Regions from separate parts of the Oryctolagus cuniculus genome. Here region 1 is linked to region 2. The links are chromatin contacts, called in public Hi-C maps. All regions are on one chromosome and are shown on one strand. Each heading gives the region's core, a stretch centred on a gene start, on an enhancer-like site or on the middle of the called end of the contact. The rest is flanking DNA. Distances are from core to core; before and after follow the strand shown.

Evidence for each region. Hi-C and Micro-C count contacts between places; a contact is called where the count stands out from the background.
Region 1: a Hi-C map of an unstated tissue shows a contact between it and region 2, with 3 times the contacts expected there. The contact joins two enhancer-like sites. A contact is called at or near these places in 4 of 6 Hi-C or Micro-C datasets (ear pinna, psoas muscle, skin fibroblasts and 1 more).

What each region holds. Positions count from the first base shown.
Region 1 is chr2:160,769,831-160,773,423 of mOryCun1.1, forward strand. No RefSeq gene overlaps it. Among named protein-coding and RNA genes, the nearest start is that of PKDCC, 170 kb to the left of the region's middle. Within about 2 kb of position 1,636, at least 1 of the 8 cell types and tissues checked has an H3K27ac peak or open chromatin away from gene starts, as enhancers often do.
Region 2 is chr2:160,292,382-160,296,525 of mOryCun1.1, forward strand. EML4 (EMAP like 4) reads right to left here. Exons shown (of 25, transcript XM_070069208.1): 22 at 2,031-2,118; 23 at 1,520-1,618. It overlaps LOC138848639 (a long non-coding RNA gene), which reads left to right. Exons shown (of 2, transcript XR_011386671.1): 2 at 1-4,144. Among named protein-coding and RNA genes, the nearest start is that of COX7A2L, 39 kb to the left of the region's middle. Within about 2 kb of position 2,375, at least 1 of the 8 cell types and tissues checked has an H3K27ac peak or open chromatin away from gene starts, as enhancers often do.

The DNA.
Region 1 (3,593 bases), core at 386-2,885, 480 kb after region 2:
TGAACCAACAGATGGAAGGTCTCTCTTTTTCTGTTTTTGTCTTTCTTCTTTTCAAATAGACTGAAAATAAATAAATAAAATTGAAAAATAAATTTGAATGTTGAGATTTAGAAGACAAAACTCAAGCAAGATATGATTTTTTTTTAAAGTAGGAAAATCAACAGGTTGATTTTTTTGTCACTGTTCAAAATCCTGTGGAACAACTAGGGGTGGAATGAATGGAGTAAAGTTAGAGGAGGGATAGTGTTTCCTGTAGGAGCGTAGTAACTTTTTAGAACTGGAAGCTTATCAGCAGTTCAGCAGGAAACATGAATGAGTTGTACACTAAGCTTTTCTTGCATACACAATAAGGAGGAACATATAATTGATTCTTTTTCAAAGAAACAGCATGAACATTTACCAACCGTATTTATTGCTGGGAGGAGCTGTGTCTAGAAGAAGACCAAAGGCCAAAGGCCACTGATGGGTGATAAGGGCTTGTGAATTGGAGCCTCCACTCAGTAAGGAGGCAAACATGGGGAAAACACCCTCAGATAACGGTGTTGGCTGCCATATTAGCATATCACAGACCTTGTCTTTTTCAGAAAGTTTTATTTATTTTTTTATTCGAAAAGCAGAGTTACACACACACACACACACACACACAGATACTGAGAGAGATACCTTCCATCTATTAGTTAAACCACACACACACACACACACACACACACACACATTCTGAGATACCTTCCATCTATTAAACACTCTCTCTCTCCCTCTCTCTTCTCTCTCTCTCTCTCTCTCTCGATACCTTCCATCTATTAGTTAAACCGCTGCAGCCGGGCCAGGTTGAAGCCAGGAGCCAGGGACTCCATTTCGGTCTCTCACGTGGATGGGAGGCACTCAAGTACCTGAGCCATCAGCTGCTGCCTCCCAGGCATAGTAACAGGGAGCTGGATCAGAAGTGGAGGCAGAGGTGGGGCTGGATCCCAGGCACTCTGATCCCGGACACCGGAGACCCAAGCAGTGGCTTACGTGCTGTGTCACAACACCTGGCACCCCCTCCTCCACAGGAGCTTTATCTGGTGTCTGTCATGGGGAAATATCAAACGAAAGATCCTCCTTGAGGTTCAGTCTCTGGAACAAAGACAGGGAGACTTGCTTTCCAGGTGAGCGCGGGGAGGAGCTTTTCCTGCAATGCCAGCTCCACACACGGCCTTTGAAGGACTCCTTTGGTTGAGAACATCATAGCCTTGATGTGGGAAAGTGGTCAAACCAAGTCCAGCTTTTAATGTGCTCTGTGCCTCCCAAAGAGGATGGGCCTGAAACAAGACCCACAGTTTATGCAAGCTGGCAGTCTCTCTTTCTTTTGGTCACCATCTGTTTTCTGGTTTATTTGTCCTTGGTCCCTGTGACGCCAAACAACTGGTTTGACTGGTTTTTGTTTCACTAAATGGATGAGACTGACCTCCTTGGTGTCCTGTGGAGACAGCTCCCAGCACTGGGGCCTAGCCTGCTGGGGGAACAAGGCTGCCTTTTCTCCGAGGCCGGTTTCAGCGTGACTGTATGTTCGAGGTATTTGGATATTGCAGACCTGTGAGTCTCCAGAGTAGGTCTGGAAAAAACAACAAGCAACCACGCCACGCTTAGAGTCGGGGCACTGGAAAGCGGGTTTTGTAACAGCTCCCAGAAGGCACATGTGCTGTGGGCGGGCAGAAGGTTCTGATGTGATCCCAGCCAACCCCAGGGTCATGAGCAGTGGCTGGAGGCACGGGCAGGGGGAGGGGCTGGCAGTCTGGGCATGCCCCGGAATGCCCATCTACAGGGTGGACTGTGTCACAAACGTTTCAGCTGACTGAGGCTTCTACTCACGCAGTGTGACATTTGATTTGTGCATTTATAGGACGTCCTGCCATCCCCAAGTCTAGCTGCTGACAGTTGCTGGGTGCTGGCTTTTGCAGATGCTGTAAGTCTGACACAGGCTGGCCCAATGCAGTTGCTGGTTACTGATGATTTACTTTATTATGCAAATTTAAATCTTTTTAAATGTGCTCCCCCCAATAAATCATTTGGTTAGGAAAATTAGCTCTATTATACATTATGCCCTAAGCCTAAATGAAGTTTGTGTAACACTTCTAGTAATAAGACTGCTCCTAGATGTCTAAGCAAGTGCTGAACAAATCATGAAATGGGCTGCCGTGGCGTGCTTGCTAAGTGGCAGGCTCTTTACGTATGTCATTGCTCGTAGGACCTGCAGTGGTGCTGTGAGGTATTATTAGTCCCATTCTACAGATGAGAAAGTTAAGGTTTAGATGGGATTAGTAACCTGACTTCAGGTAATGACTTGTAAGTGTCAGAGCTGGAGTGTCATGTGGCCTGCAGAGTTTCAGTTTAATCAATCTGCTACACAGCTTTTGAAGAGTTAAAGCTTAAGCTTACAGGTTTAAAAACCTTCCTGGTGCAGCTGTGAAAATAAGACAGAGTAAAGTAGCACCTTGACAGTAGGGACTCCATTTTGGAGCACTTGAGACTGCATTCTGGGAAAGCAACCCCCCCACCATGAGACTCTGGTCTGAAACTATGATCTCAAATAGTCGGACAATAGCAGTACACTACATCACCCTTGGCAACGCACAAAAACCCCCTAGCATGATTGCTCAAGCTTAAAAGTAAAAAGGTTACACCTGGGTTACCTGGGCTAATAATAAAGATGTGATTTGTCTATGTCTTAAGATCATAATTGCTGATTGTAAGACTTTAGCAACCGCTTAACAACCGTGTATTCTCTTCCCCTTCCCGGTTTTGCGGTTTTTGCCTTTATAAACCCTAACCTTTGGTTATTCGGGGCTGCTCTGCTCATGATGATCAGACAGCCCCAGCATGCTGGATAATCAATAAAGCTTCCCCTTGCTGTTTGCATAAGAGATGTCTCTTGGTGACGTTTTTCGGGCGGTCGACTCTCACACTTTCAAATATTAAAAACCAGCAAATGCAAGGCTTTGAAGTTTTTTTTAAAGATTTATTTATTTATTTGAAAGGCAGAGTTACAGAGAGGCAGAAGGAGAGAGAGAGAGACAGAGAGAGAGAGAGAGAGAGGGAGGTTTTCTATATGCTGGTTCACTCTCAGATGGCTGCAACGGCCAGAGTTGTGCCAATCCGAAGGCAGGAGTCAGGAGCTTCTTCTGCGTCTCCCACATGGATGCAGGGGCCCAAGCACTTGGGCCATCTTCCACCGCTTTCCCAGGCCATAGCAGAGAGCTGAATCAGAAGTAGAGCAGCTGGGACTCGAACTGGCGCCCATATGGGATGCCGGCACTTCAGGTGGCAGCTTTACCCGCTATGCCACAGGGCCACCCCTGAAGTGTTCTAAAATCATTAGCCTGTCTGGGTGTCAGCCTGAGTGTGCTTTGTCTGGTTCCATTGAGCAGAGGTGACAGAGCAGAAGCTCAGTGCAGTGACACCCCCTGGAACGACAGTGAAGAGTGAACAGTCTTCAGGCAAAGTTGGCAGGGCAGAGAGATCAGACTGAGGACAGGTAGGACTTGGATGATGTCAAGAAGGATGCTGTATTAGGGCATGGAGGCATAGATCCAGCAAGGAGCTCTCTGGGGCAA
Region 2 (4,144 bases), core at 1,125-3,624:
TTCATCCAGACTAATGAAATTCTTTATGGCTGAGTCAGGATTATTTTGCTTTTAATTTCTTCTTATGCTTCTCCATCTTTTTTTTTCCCCTAAAGATTTATTTATTTTACTTTGAAAGAGTTACACAGAAAGAGGAGAGGCAGAGAGAGGGAGAGAAGTCTTCCATTGAATGATTCATTCCCCAGTTGGCTGCAATGGCTGGAGCTGCGCTGTTCCAAAGCCAGGAGCTAGGAGCTTCTTCCAGGTCTCCCACTTAGGTGCAGGAGCCCAAGGACTTGGGCCATAGCAGAGAGCTGGATTAGAAGTGGAGCAGCCAGGTCTTGAACTGGTGCCCATATGGGATGCCTGCGCTTCAGGCCAGGGTGTTAACCTGCTGCACCACAGTGCTGGTCCCTGCTTCTCCATCTTGACAGCAGGTATCTAGGACAAGATCGCCTACTGTGGATTAGCTTTTACATGCACACAGCATACAGGAATGTTCATAGTTAGCTCTGCCCTCCAGCCTAATCCTAATTTTCAGAAACCAAAAACAGTAATATTTGGGGGTATTAGCCTTAGGAATTGGTGCCATATACACAGCCAGTATTTCAATCACTGATTGTATATTTTTATACAAGGCTTTATTATTTTAACTTTCCTATTTGATCTTCTAACTCCCTTAGGAGGATACCTAAAGATCAGGAAAGGCTGAGGAAATTAAATCTGTCAGAGGACAGATTTCTAAAATGTCCAAAACATCAGATGAAGAGCAATCTCCAAATTTTATCTTTGAATAATCGCTAATTAAAATGTCTGTCTATAAATGATGCTGGGACAACTGGGACATCATCGGCAAAAGAGTAAGACCTGGAGAAAGTGGACCCTCAGTCAGCACTGCTGCTGGGGAGGCTGGGGGTGCAGCTGCTTTAGAAGCAGTGCAGCAATCCTTCAGAAAGTCATGGAGTTCCCGTATGACCCAGCGATCCTGCTCAAGAGAAGTGAAAGAAAGTATATTTGCAAAATAACTTGGATGTGGGGGCCTGCAGCACTGGCATCCCATATGGATGCTGGTTCAAGTCCTGGCTTCCCTACTTCCAATCCAGCTTCTTGCTAATGTGCCTGAGAAAATTAATAGTGATAACACTAAAGAAAATAAATAGGGGCCGAGTTGTGGCAAAGCAGGCTAAGCTGCTACCTGTGATGCTGGCATTCTGTATCAGAGTGCCAGTTTGAATCCTGGCTGCTCTGCTCCCAATCCAGTTCTCTGAAGTTGGCCCAAGTATTTGGGCCCCTGCCACCCACATAGGAGATCCAAGTGAAGTTCTAGGCTCCTGGCTTCAGCCTAGGCCAGCCCTGGCCATTTGGGGCAGTAAACCAGTAGATGGAAGATGTCTTTCTGTCACCAAGCCTTTCACATAAATAAAAGCAAATCTTTTTTTTAAAAAAATCAGACTTTCATTTATAAAGTCACACAAATTAGGATTATGTATCAAAATCTCACAAAGCACCTCTTCATGTCAGGTGTCATGCATGCTCTTACCAAAGACTTGAAAGCCTAGCACACAGGTGTACGTCGTCCAATCAATGTCCTTACAATCTGATCGGTTCCTGATTAGTTTGCAGCCGCCTGGAATGTCCCCTTAAATTTGGAAACGGGAAGTATAATCATAGTACTGTGTAACAAATGTATTTGAAAGTACATCTTGACTCAAACTAACCACATTCACTTTGATTTATAATATATACACTGACAAACATTAAGGCACATATAAACATTTTTTCCACGTGTTTAACAGGAATTTTTTTTTCCTTTGAAGCCCTATGTCCATCTATTATGCTTAAAACCATTCAGAGCAGCATCAACCCCACTAATTCCTATTACATGTGCCTTCAGTTCTACACAATTCAATTGATTACTTTCTTGAAGACAGGAACTACATTTGAAATTACTGCTTAGCTCAGAAGCCTGTCCGTTCTCTCTGCAATTCAAGCTCCATGCAGCCTGTTCGTCAGCATGCCTGACAGACATCTGTGTGATCACTGATACTCACAGTATAATATCTCATAATCTCCAGAGTTAGACATTATATTCTTGTTGTCTGGGGACCAGTCAAGGTGTGTGATGTAGCTGGAATGTCCCTAGAGAATGAAAGGGCAATTATCAGAATTTGGGGTTTTTAATGATGAATAATTTAAGTTAGCCAATACTGTTTCCTGAGTACCCATTTGTCACAATTCCTAAAGGCTAGGGAGCACTACTACAACCTCCAGAGCTGAACAGGGCCCACAGAAGGTCCTCAGATCTTATTCCACTTTACTGGGAGCCACAGATGCAGCGTAAGGAGAAGCTAGAGTTCCTGCAGTCTCTGGAACTGAGGGGATCTCATCACCATGACAACATGGAAGCAGCTGGAACTGAGGGGAATCCTGGCTTCTTCCGAGAGACACCAGAAGCAGACATGTACTTACTACTTGTGCCAGAAAGCATCTCTTCTAAGAAAGAACCTCAAAAATGTTTGAGGAAACTGCAGTAGTTATCACACTTTTGGATCCTCTGCCCGTCACTGGGGTCTCTATTAAAGTGACTCCGTTTTTGAGAAATATTGGCCACACGTTGTGCAGAGAGTGCAGTTTTCCTGGACTGCTTCTTGAGCGTCCTTGGCATACCTCAGAAGCCGAGGAGCATGGCACCCACACAGGAGTGTTCTTATAATGGAGGGCTCCTAAAAACTACAAATAATGTTCTGGAGGAGAAGTCACCCAACACTGCCCTCCTTCAGAACAGCTGTACCCAATATAATCACCTTACTCTTCAAAACATTACTTAAACAGGAAAACAGTGATCTTTCTCTGTTTATGTTGTACTAACATTGTGGGTACTAAAATGAGTTATTAAATGCTGAATTTTTTTGGCTTCATATGAGCATTTGATGATTTCCAGTGAACTACTTGAGAGAAATTACACAAATCTAATAATTCACCAAAATCAACACTTCATCTCCTGAGGGTAATCCAAAAAGCTCAGGAAAAACACAATTCAGAGATAAAATGAATTTGGTCAAAAACAACAACAAAAACCATAGTCCCCTAGCCCCCCCCCCACCCCAAATATACATTTCCATGAACTTCTTTGCATGTATCTTAGATGCATGGATTTCAAACCTTTTTTGCACTAAAATAAAATCTCGATTCCAGTATCTATGAAGTTTTTAAATTACTCTCGTACAGTATCACATATAAATCTCAGAGGGACCTCAAAGAGGAGGAAGCTTAGGAGGCACAGAAAGGTTATGCAACTTTTCTGAAATCACAAAGAATTGGTGGACCCAAGGTTCAAACTCAAGTCAGATGATCGTGGAGCAAATTAAACTCAGCATTTAAGCTTATCTTTTACTCATTTCTGGAACACTGAAGATGAGAACAAAATAATTTAAAAGTACTATTTTCAGAAAAAGTTTATAGGTAAATAAGGACCTTTTCTTCTTACATGCGAGCAACGCTGAGGTCAATAAGTACACTGTGTGGAAGCACTAAACCACTGGCACCAGCAGTCTTCAGATCTTTTTAGCTCATGTAAAATCCTACTTGGGAGGCCCAATTACATGAAACAAATCAGATCCATACTAGCCCAGATCAACCCTGCACCCAGGAAGGCTTTGCACAAAACAAGTTACAAAGATCTCTGAATCCAAAGCTGCTTTCTATACTTTTCCATAGCAGTGATTACAAAACGATGGTTTCTACAGTTAACAGGGGACACAGCCATGAATCTATGAACCCTACAGTTTATCATCTAACCACTTTTTCTAGTATTTACTAAACACCAAAAAAGATGGCAGATCATGAAATGCAGCAATTAGAAAAAAGGTCAGAGTTAAAATCTAAATTAGATGATGGAACTGAGAACCACAAATGCCACAGATTAGCTCAGGCAAGAATGGTGTGTGTGCTGGAGGGGACACTGCGTTCTGGCAAGTGCAGGGCAGACTGGTCCCAGAAGGGGTAATGAATGGCCACCATAGATCAAAGGGTACAAAGATGAATGCCTCCCACCCCTCTCCTCCCAGATCTCCCAGCCACCTGGAGTGGCAGTCTCATGAAGAGCCAACTATTTCCTGGGAGATCACTGGAGTTCCTTCAAAGCAATGGGTTAGGACCTGTTATG